2 separate regions of the Rattus norvegicus genome follow, and region 2 is linked to region 1. The links are chromatin contacts, called in public Hi-C maps. All regions are on one chromosome and are shown on one strand. Each heading gives the region's core, a stretch centred on a gene start, on an enhancer-like site or on the middle of the called end of the contact. The rest is flanking DNA. Distances are from core to core; before and after follow the strand shown. Region 1 overlaps Glis3 (GLIS family zinc finger 3). Region 2 overlaps Glis3 (GLIS family zinc finger 3).

The links. Hi-C and Micro-C count contacts between places; a contact is called where the count stands out from the background.
Region 2: a Hi-C map of the Rat2 cell line shows a contact between it and region 1, with 3 times the contacts expected there. The contact joins two enhancer-like sites. A contact is called at or near these places in 2 of 12 Hi-C or Micro-C datasets (the A7r5 cell line and the Rat2 cell line).

Annotation. Positions count from the first base shown.
Region 1 is chr1:235,411,981-235,417,201 of GRCr8, forward strand. It overlaps Glis3 (GLIS family zinc finger 3), which reads right to left. Exons shown (of 11, transcript XM_039101395.2): 9 at 1,156-1,331. Among named protein-coding and RNA genes, the nearest start is that of Rnu6-613, 30 kb to the left of the region's middle. Within about 2 kb of position 2,296, at least 10 of the 93 cell types and tissues checked have an H3K27ac peak or open chromatin away from gene starts, as enhancers often do. A contact at or near this core is called in the A7r5 cell line, where this site is marked.
Region 2 is chr1:235,748,715-235,753,935 of GRCr8, forward strand. All of the region lies in intron 2 of Glis3 (GLIS family zinc finger 3), which reads right to left. Among named protein-coding and RNA genes, the nearest start is that of Glis3, 58 kb to the right of the region's middle. Within about 2 kb of position 2,332, at least 40 of the 93 cell types and tissues checked have an H3K27ac peak or open chromatin away from gene starts, as enhancers often do. A contact at or near this core is called in the A7r5 cell line, where this site is marked.

The sequences.
Region 1 (5,221 bases), core at 1,046-3,545:
GCTGGGAAGCAGTAGACAACAAGCAGGAAAGGGGGAGACGGAAGGAGTTTTTGCCAGCGCCAGTGACCCTGGATTTCCAATGTCCACCATGGCTACAGATGAGCACTATCATTTTCCTGCCCCCTTCCTGCTGCTCAGGACTCTGCTTCCAACCTCTTGATCAAGTTCAGTACAATACTATTGGGGTCTACTATCTAGGGCCCTTGTTTACACTCACAGTAAACACTGTCTTGGGACACTGTTCATTAATTCCAAGTGATAACCCATATAAATATATGGTATTAATGAGAGGAGGGAGATGACTCACTTCTAGAATCATCTGGACTCTCAATGTACAGTATCATGTCTGCTTACATAGGATTCTGACATCAGGAAGCAAAACATTTGGCAGTTGGAGTCTGTATGACTTGGCGTTTGAGTTTTCTATGGAGGTCCACTAGGATATGTGCTTGAACTGGCAAAAGGAGTTTGATTAAAGAAAAGAAACTGAAGCAGACTCAGTCCTCAAAGCATGACCCTTTCTGAACATAAGGCTGACACAGAATGTAAGCCACTGTGATTTCTCTTTTCCTTATGTTCTCTCTTCCTGTATGAATATGCAGTCATTACAGGGCATGAAGAAATGAGCTGGGTTCCCTAAGAGATACGATGGCGAGTCAGACAACTCTGGTCTCAGAAGCTAGCTTATACGTTAATAAAGATGATAAGTTTCATTCAGATGAGGTACAAGATGGAGAGAATGAAAGTTCTACCCAAGACGCACAGATAGAATGCATGAAGTTTGGGGCTGGGGAGATGTCACACAGGGGAACCATGGAAGACTTGGACCTGGCTTATGGGAAGGAGTCAGCAGCCATGAACGGTGGTACTCCAGGGGCTTTCTTTTGCGTAGTCTCCTGATCATTCAACCTATTCTTGAGGTTTCACAACACGGGAACACCAATGATTGCCTTGGTTTGGTAACTATGGGTGTCATAAATCAGGTCAGCTGAGAAAAAGACTACAGATTTCATGCCAGAAAAGGGTGCTGTTTACATCTTAGGTCTGATGTAAAACAGAACATCTGGAACCCACATCTGGTCCCTAGGACACCTGACCGAAGGCAAGGGCAAAACACTGCCTTCAAAACTCCAAGGGCTGCCAGCTCCTGCTTACCGTGGACATGGATACCATTTGACTGAAAAGAAGAGTTGGTTTCTGGCTGGTAGGGCTTCAGGAGTGAGCCTGGTGGCTGCTGGGTGTGGGGAGCTTGTGCTCTCTGTAGCAGTGACTGAGGAGCTGGAACTCTTCCCGGGCTGATGTGGTGAGGAGATGGAGTCGGAGGTGCAAACCTGGGAAAAACGATTACAACAGGCAGCATGACCAACTCTTCAAAGCCTTCTGAGTCCCCGTTCTGGCCCTAAACAAGTATGACAATGTGCTCTTTCTAAAACCCTTTAGGACCCTCCTCTCTCTCGTCCAACCACTGACTGCTTCTCTGACACATAGAGGGAAGAAAAGACACCAACAAAGGAAACCTTAGTCACAGTTTGGGTTTGTCAGGCTTCTTAAACTGTATTTCAAACCCTCTGGGTTTTGTGAAATTCAAAGCACATCTTGTGCCAGGCCCTTTTCCTGCTAATTTTAAAACCCGTTCACATTTTAGGGGAAATTCGATTCATATGTTTCTGAGTCATTTACACTTAGCTCATAAACATTTTGTTTTGTAAGGCATATCTGAGGTCCAAGAAGTGTTATGGGTCCTTATTATGACCCCCTCTAACCAGAGTCTCCTTAAACAATACATTTTCTCTTGCCAAGAGTAAAATAACTTTAAACCTCAAAGGTCAAATATGCTTGAAACACAGAACCTGAGAGGTCGGCCTGGGTTCTGTGCTGGGTAAAGAGCATTCCTGCTGGTGTAGAAGGAATGTACTGTGGCATTTTTGTAGTAACGTGTAACAATCACAAGGTTGTTGGGTCTTTTGGTTTTGTTGAATGCAATTCCTTGCATATGCCAGGCAAGCACTCCACCATCGAGTGCTATCCCCAGCCTCAGCCTCAGAGTACGGCTTTCTGAAAGGAGATATACTGGTAATTTAAACAAGGAGAAATTACCAAGGAACCTTGGACAACTGTCTATTTATCTTCTCGTTCTGAGGGGAGACTGGCAGGTTCTGAGTCATGAGATTTAGAATAGCATTTACTGTCTAACGGCGAAGGACAGGAGACTTGAGAGAACAGACTTGCAGTTGGAAATGGTCACAGAGAAATTAAGAGGACGCTTACTTTGTTGGTTCAGCATGGGACAGTGATACTCATGGCAGAGAAGGAGGTAAGGGTCTTTCAATGTCGTGAGAATAAGCAGCAACGTAAGTCTTGATAAAAATATACTAGCAATGAAGCAAGTAACCTCCCCATAGTTCATCAACAGGAAAGCCTTTAGTTAGTTCCTGTTTAGACTATGTGGAAGAAAGGCTTCATTTTGAACTAGCAAATGCAGGTCATCATTGGTGACATCACTTATTTTATAGAAACAACTGAGTCCACAAGGCTGGGCTCTTGTGTAAGGACATAGCTGAGAAAAGGGGAAGGTGCATTAGACACATTTCCGAAGTTCATCCTAAAGGTCCTGAAGCAAAGTAATCTCGTAAATGGCAGCTTCAACATTTATGTGAAGGGAGTGAGAGCCTGGGAGACAATGCTGTGTTCACTTTGCGTTTCACTTGGGAAGTATGCTGATGCTATCTAAGAAGGCTGCAAAGGAACTAAGAGGAAGATGAGGGACTTAAGGCAAAGAGGTCAGAGTATATCAGCAAACCAGTTGTGATCAGATGCCTATCATCTGGTCACTTAGGTTTTTATTCTATGGGAGGAGAAGAGCAGCTGTGTGTCCTGTGCCGGTACATCTGCACTTCTCAAAACACTGCCTCTTAATTGGGCTTAACCCGAAAGGCAATGCTGAGTGGCCCCAGGAGAAAACAAATCCTGGCACTACCCTGAGAACATCTAGTAAAACACACAAGCCAGGATTCCCCATATGGAGGCTATTTTCTGGAGAACACGTCCTTATTGTGTCTCCAAAGTAGCTCTGAGCTTGTAGGAGAGGAATGAGAAGTTATGAAATCAGAGAGTCTGAAGAGATAGAGTCTGCACTGGCATCCAATCCTAAATGGGGCCTGTTCTTCTGCTCCTCTGGGCCGAAGGGAGAAAGGATTTGAGTAGCAAGGTCACCTATGTCATTATCACACAATCATACTGATGTTTCAACTTTGGGAGACAACGTCATTAAGACCCAATGGCTCTCTTGTTTCACTTCTTTATTTGAGAGTAAAAGACACAAGGAGCTAGAGGGCCTTCTGGTCTACCCTTCTGGTATATCTGCTATCTTCTGTCAGTCTATGACCAAAGAACAAAGTGATGAGGGGACAGACAAGTTGGGACTATCTGGGGAACCCAGTACAATCTGAGGACATAACCTACCCCAAACAACAAGATACATCTGACTCACATAAGATGAACTAGTAAGGAGTAGAGATGATGATGGACAAAGAATACGGAATCTAAGGCTCTCTCCTCAGAGTGAGGCCCTAATGCTTTTATCATTTGCACCAGTATGGTCAAAGTTAATTATGATCACTAACAAGGAAATGGAGACTACAAGGATACAAGAGTATAACTTATTAAAATAGTTTGCCATCTACAGCATAGATTGTATTACTCTAGATATAGATTCTGTATGTGCATGCTATTATAGAATTATGAGCTCATTCCAAATTATTCTTATTTAAGTTCTGGGCTATTACATATTATTCAATACACCAAAAGGGGTAAATAAAGGGAAAACCGTGGCAGGCACATACAAAGGTTTTGGCATTATTTCACGGCCCAGGACACTAAAGTAGTATGCCTTCCACTCAACTTACACTTGCTTTTTGCTAAGTCAGAGGTGTCCTCTGTATTCTTAACACAGATGAGATTACAGAGCATGGAGGTAACACATTTGAAGACAGAGATCTCGTCTCACATAAAATATTAATAAGAATTTAAATACAAGTTCTAAGTGGACTACACCTCCATAAAGTAGTCTTTTGTTTAAAAGGAAGTACCATGAAGTTCTGACTTTTGCATCTACAGAGAATGTACTTTTGATGAGAAGTGACCATATTTGTCAGATAACTACCAGGAATAAGGAAACAAGAATCCATAGCTTAAAATTTTAGCACAAGAAATCTCTTCATAACTAGGAATGGTTTTAAAGCACGGATTCAATTTATACAAATTTACAAGAATCAGTTAAAAATTTTTTTATTTTTATTCATCAATTTTTAGAATTAGTTTTACTTCTGACTAAAAATGCCAAGTAGTATTTAACAAAAAAAGCCACGGCCTCTCTGTGAATTTGTATATATTCAGTTTGTTTTTAACCTGCTCATGGTGGAGAACAGCTAATTAAGATCAGAGGTTACTGGGGCTGGGGATTTAGCTCAGTGGTAGAGCGCTTACCTAGGAAGCGCAAGGCCCTGGGTTCGGTCCCCAGCTCCGAAAAAAAGAACCAGAAAAAAAAAAAAAAGATCAGAGGTTACAGCAGAAGATGAGTATGAAGGTGAAGACAGAGCCTACAGTTAGAGGTGAGGGCCCAGACACAGTTGAACACAAATTTAACTCAAGAATCATGGAACCCAAGAGACCCAGCAGTTTAAGACCACTTCATGCAAGAGAAAACAGCAGAGGGGCGGAGAGAATTCCAAAGCCTGTGAGCTGCACCACCTTTCTGGCTGCAGGGAAGGGAGGCCTTCCTAACTTCTCTTCTAAATGTCTGCAGCTATTTTCCAACCCTGCATATCGGCTTGTATCAAAATGAGTGTGTTCTGAGTGTTTTGCCCAGAATAGCCTGAGGGATGTATTTATGTAATGATTGGTGATGATGGTGATGGTGATGGTGATGATGATGATATAGAAAGTTTCTAGGTGCTAAAATAAAAAGTCCAATGCCAATGACAGGTTATAGTCATTTTTCATTCTACAGAGTATTTCATCCCTCAAATATGTTAGATCAAGGCAGCATCATTGCTAATTCTGTGTTACACTGTATCCAAGAGGCATAAGAAAGATCTTCTGTATAGCAAACAAGGATTAACAATGGTCATTTCAGAGACTTTCTTCCAGTTAGGCTGCTAGTGTCTGCTTCTGCTTTTCACAGGACCTCAAAAGAGATGACGGATGTATAAATAGGCCCACA
Region 2 (5,221 bases), core at 1,082-3,581, 340 kb after region 1:
TCAATACCTTTGCTCAGCCTAAGGTCAGTGCCCTGGTACATGTGACATCTGAATGCACTTTGAAAGGGTACTTATGTACCTATGTAGCTCTTAATGCTACAAAAACATCAGTCATCATGGGCCACAGCTCTTCTCCTGCAGAAAGAAGAAAATCTTCCTCTTTTTTTCTTTTTATTGCATCTCTCTGACTTGTAATCCCCCAACAAACACCAAGTTCCTTCCCACTACCACCTCTTCTGTGTGTCCAACTCATGACTCAATCCTTCCAGAAAGTCCTGCACTGACTCATCGGAGGCCCTGGAAAATGGACAGGCACACATGTTCTCCCTGTGTTTACCTGCTAGTTTCTTTCATGGATCATTTAACACTCTTCACCTACAACACAGACCCAGCCGTGACTCTGCCTCACCCTTATGCCAGAGCTTGACAGAGATGCGCAATCTTTCAGATGCTCCCTACTGTCAAGCACCTGCACAAAGCACCATTCACTAGGAAAGATTTTGGATATGAAGGTCAAAGAACGGTGCTGGCTTACAAGAAGGAAAGAGCAGAAGCATCACCAGAACAGGTCTAAGAAACACCAAGTACACAGGTATCTGTTATATTTTAACTACAGAAGGCAACTTGAGTTTTTTCAAGCATGCTATATGCTTGATATCTGAACAAGCTATCTTAGAAAGTGCATGCGTTTGAGAGAAAAGACACCAAGTGCTGACAAGAAGATTAGAAAGAGGCGTGTTCCACACTGGGCATCTTGTTCCCTTCATGTGGCGTTTGCCGAGCAAGAGTTGAGCAAAGAAGACCTCTGCTAAGAGCATCAATGGGCAGCCCCAGGTTGACACCGTTGAGTGTCATTCCCTAGAGAAGTGGAGGGAAGTCCTCCTCCTTCCTAGGTGAGCTGGGATCTTTCCAGGAAAGATAAAGGTCACTTCGTGTGTATCTGTAGCTCTGATCCGTCCACCTCACAAGTGCCAACCTTTTATACTTATGAAGTTGCCATGAGATTGATCTGAATGATGCAAATCATGAAGATACTGGGAAAGGAATTCATACCTGTACTGCCCACTGGGCCTCTCCATGGCCAGAAGGCCCCAGCTCACTAACTCGACGTTGGGGTGCCAAGACTCAAGACTCGTACCCAGTTTTAACAAGTAATTTAACTGAAATAGATGCATGTCTTCCGACTCTTACTGCATCTAATACGATCCACTGCCCCACGTTAAAAGTCCCTCGAGCACACAAGATGCTATCACAGATGGATGACAAGGGGCTCATCCTCCAACCTCTCTCCAGAGAAGCAAGCTCCTCTGGATCTTGGCCACCTGTTTATTCTAAGCTGCTGGTGAACAAACTGTTTTAGTCAGTCTTGAACATAGCACAGGAACCTTGTGAGCAACTGTTACACCAGAAGTCACTTTCTATGAGCGTGCGCGAGTGTGCAATATAAGAAAGCCACAAAAATTCCCACAGGCTTCTTTGCTAATGCTTAGAAATTCCATCTTGTCTAAAACGAAAGGCTCTGTGTTATTTAAATTTGATTAAAAATATTGATGCTTTTCTACGTCTTCTCATTCTGGGCGCTAGGGATACTTAATGAGAGGAGCAGAGCAGGCAGTCTAATTGTGAATGCTGGAAGTCTTATGTGTGAAGATCTGCTCTCTACAAATTTCTGAGCCAATGCTGTAGGCTTTTCAGTAGCTTCCACAGTGAAAACGAAACAAACAAACAGCAAATACCATGGAGAGGGCGGCATCACGTTCAATAGCTTTCTACACTTCCACAGACAAAAAAACACAGCACAGTCAACACTAAACTCACAATTAGAAACGTGCTGCAAGTGCCAAGCGGTGGTTATATTGGGACCAGGCTCCGTGCTCCACAGAACTGGCTCAGAGCAAGCTGCTTCCCCTTGGATCCACGCGCTCAGCAAATAGCCCCAGACTTCTGTTCAGTACCCCTAAGGTGCCCTGATGTAGGACACAGTAGTGACGGGGGTTCTCGTTTCTAACCTAATGGTACGCATACATTCAGCCATAATTGAAATAAAGGGGAAAATGCAAACTCAAAAACAGGGAGTTTTAAAAAAATTATTTTTATAATTTTTCTTCTGGCAATCCCACTAGTAAAAGCCTCAAAAACACTGTCTGCCTTCTCCCACTGGGATCCTGGTAAGGTACTGCCCTCCATGTGTTCTTTATGAGAACGCCTCTTTATGAGAACGCCTGAGAAAATAACTGTCTCACTGCAGCTTTGCTCCACTAGCTAACTTCATGGGGACCGTGAGTCACATGGCCGACGCTCTCCCGCCTCACGGTTGCAGATCCAGCAAGGCTTGGAGCCAAAGCTCTGACTCAGCTCTAGCACAAGAAACGGGGTCAGAGGAAGACGCACCAAGTCCTACCCTCACCCCTTATTTCACCCCGCTTTCTCTCAGCCCATGTTCTCATTACCTGCTTGATTTTTCATCTTTTTCTATTATTCCTTTTTCTGAAACTACTGTTTAACCCTTTTATAAACAAAAACAGGATTCCAAGTTGCTTTCCTCTACTGACGTTAACGTCAAGCAGCAAAATCCGTTCCTTTAACAACTTGCACTTTCGACTCTGTCACTGTAACTAACACACAAAAGCGTCTAGTACCCATTTAATGTTCCCACATACACAACTGTAGCCAAAATTCAGATCAAAATTGTCATTTTGAGCATCATTGTTACTACAGTGTCTTTAAACCCTAGCAGTCACACAAATCTGCATGGTGCCCCTCTAGCTTTCGGATTTGTGATCACAGTTGATTTTCTCGGCAGTCGTAAGAGATAACTACAGCAGGCATTACCATGACTACCTTCTGCTCGCCCAGAGGAGAAAAACAAGGTTCAGATAGTTTAAAAGGACCTTGTCCACAAGGCTAAGTTATTAAGTTATTCAGACAAAATGGGGGGTGCGGGGAGAGTCCTTCAAAACTACCATGTCTCCCATGACTACCAAAGGTGGTCTTGCATAGCATAGTCTTTGAATTTTTGGCCTAGAACCAGTGACTCAAATGTTTCATTCACTTGACTTTCTAAATAGTATGAGCCAGCTAGTCAAAAGTGTAACAATTACTGCTTGGTAATGGAACCCCTAACAGATGAGAACTAGACAGCCAAGACACTGGAAAATTTTTTAATCATTAGAACATGCATGAGTAATTTATTTCCTCCATTGGAATCCAGTGATGGAGTTAAGAAAACTCGCTCCTGCACAAACAAGGAGCACAGGCACTTTAATGTGGTCCTCTAGAGTGGTCACACAGAGCAAACCTGCCTCTTGAGTCACTGGCTCTGGTGAGATCATTTAGTAGTAGAGAATGAAATTCACAAGGCAGGCTCAAGAGAAGATTTAACTCCTTATTCATGATGAACTCATAGCACTTCAACCACATCTAAGGGGAGGAAATATGAAACTCAAATCACATTAATTTTCAAATCATTGACATTGCTAATAAATGAAAGGGCAAAATGTTCACAATTTGAACTCTTGAGACCTTGAGTAAACCGGTCTGTCTATTCATACTACGAGTCAGAAATTGGGGAGTTGGAGGAGAGACTGCATATGCCTTTTCTCTGAGTTTTAATCTCTTTGGGAAAAAATGAGGAAGAGGGTCTGAGAAAGCCACAAATTCATTACCTCAACATTCTACAGCTGCGAGAGTATGTGCTAGTGCTACCTACCCTGGCTCACCCTTTCAGTGTTGCCTAGCATCTAAAACCATGCACTATGTGGATATTAGGTTTCAGCATATTTAAATCATTATTCAAGAATCTGAGCATTTCCCTTTAATCAATTTCAAACCTCTACTGGTTTGAATTACTAATTCCCTACCCATGAAACAATATATTCATGTTAAGTGTCTTTGTTCAAAATAGTCTCCAATAGATACTCAAGTTAATCCTGTTTACCAGTCTCTTGACAATAATGAACAGAAGTAAATGCAACTCTGGCTTAGTTAATTTTTTCATATTCACATTGAGCGTTCAGTCTATATGATTCCAGGGTGATAGGTCCATGTGTGCCTTTTTAACAACTGTATACCCCATGTTCAGCACAGAATCATCACAGTGAACGTGCTGGCTAAAAGATGGAAACAGCCAGCGAAGCAGCACTCGAAGAGAAACATCAGCGCCTTTCCCCAGAGAAGACTGAAGGGTGCTTTGCCAGGCTGGACCTCTGTCACTCAGAACCAACCCTCAATATGGACAGGGAGAAGCAGCTCCTAAATGCTAAGCAGGGGTCCAGATAAAGAAACTGTATGTTTGTGTGCTCCCTTCTGAAGTAGAGTTTTAGAGTATTTCAAAGTTTGGAGACAGCAGAGTATGAAGGCGAGAACCCGTCCTTCTTAATCTGCCCATGTCCCACCTGCGGGACCTGTGCAAACTCCTTAACATCCCTACGTCTTGGTTTCCTCTACTGTAAAAAGGGGTAGGAGTTACGAGATTTACCTTGAGTTATGGAAGACCACCAAGCCAATGAGTAGTAGTCAACCACACCCATGCGGTACCCCTCACAAAGTGTAACCACCACTATGGAGCAGTGTGAAATCTATTTCTAGAAAAATTAACCTCTCTGGTTTTATCAGTCCGCACGGAAGATCAGAATGACTCATCTTTAAGAGCTGTGCAGCTTCTCAGACACATGTACAGATGAGAGCCTCCCAGACACATGTACAGATGAGAGCCTCCCAGACACATGTACAGATGAGAGCTTCCCAGACACATGTACAGATGAGAGCCTCCCAGACACATGTACAGATGAGAGCCTCCCAGACACATGTTTTTTTTTTTTTGTTTTGTTTTTGTTTTTGTTTTTTTTTTTCCGGAGCTGGGGATCGAACCCAGGGCCTTGCGCCTGCTAGGCAAGCGCTCTACCGCTGAGCTAAATCCCCAACCCTTAAATCTTTTTTTTTTTCCTTTTTTTTTCTTTTTTTCGGAGCTGGGGACCGAACCCAGGGCATTGCGTTTGCTAGGCAAGCGCTCTACCACTGAGCTAAATCCCCAACCTCCCAGACACATGTACAGATGAGAGCTTCCCAGACACATGTACAGATGAGAGCCTCCCAGACACATGTACAGATGAGAGCTTCCCAGACACATGTACAGATGAGAGCTTCCCAGACACATGTACAGATGAGAGCTGGAGCTTGAAAGAGGCAGAGCCTAGTGCATGTTGCAGCAGCGGCAGCAAGT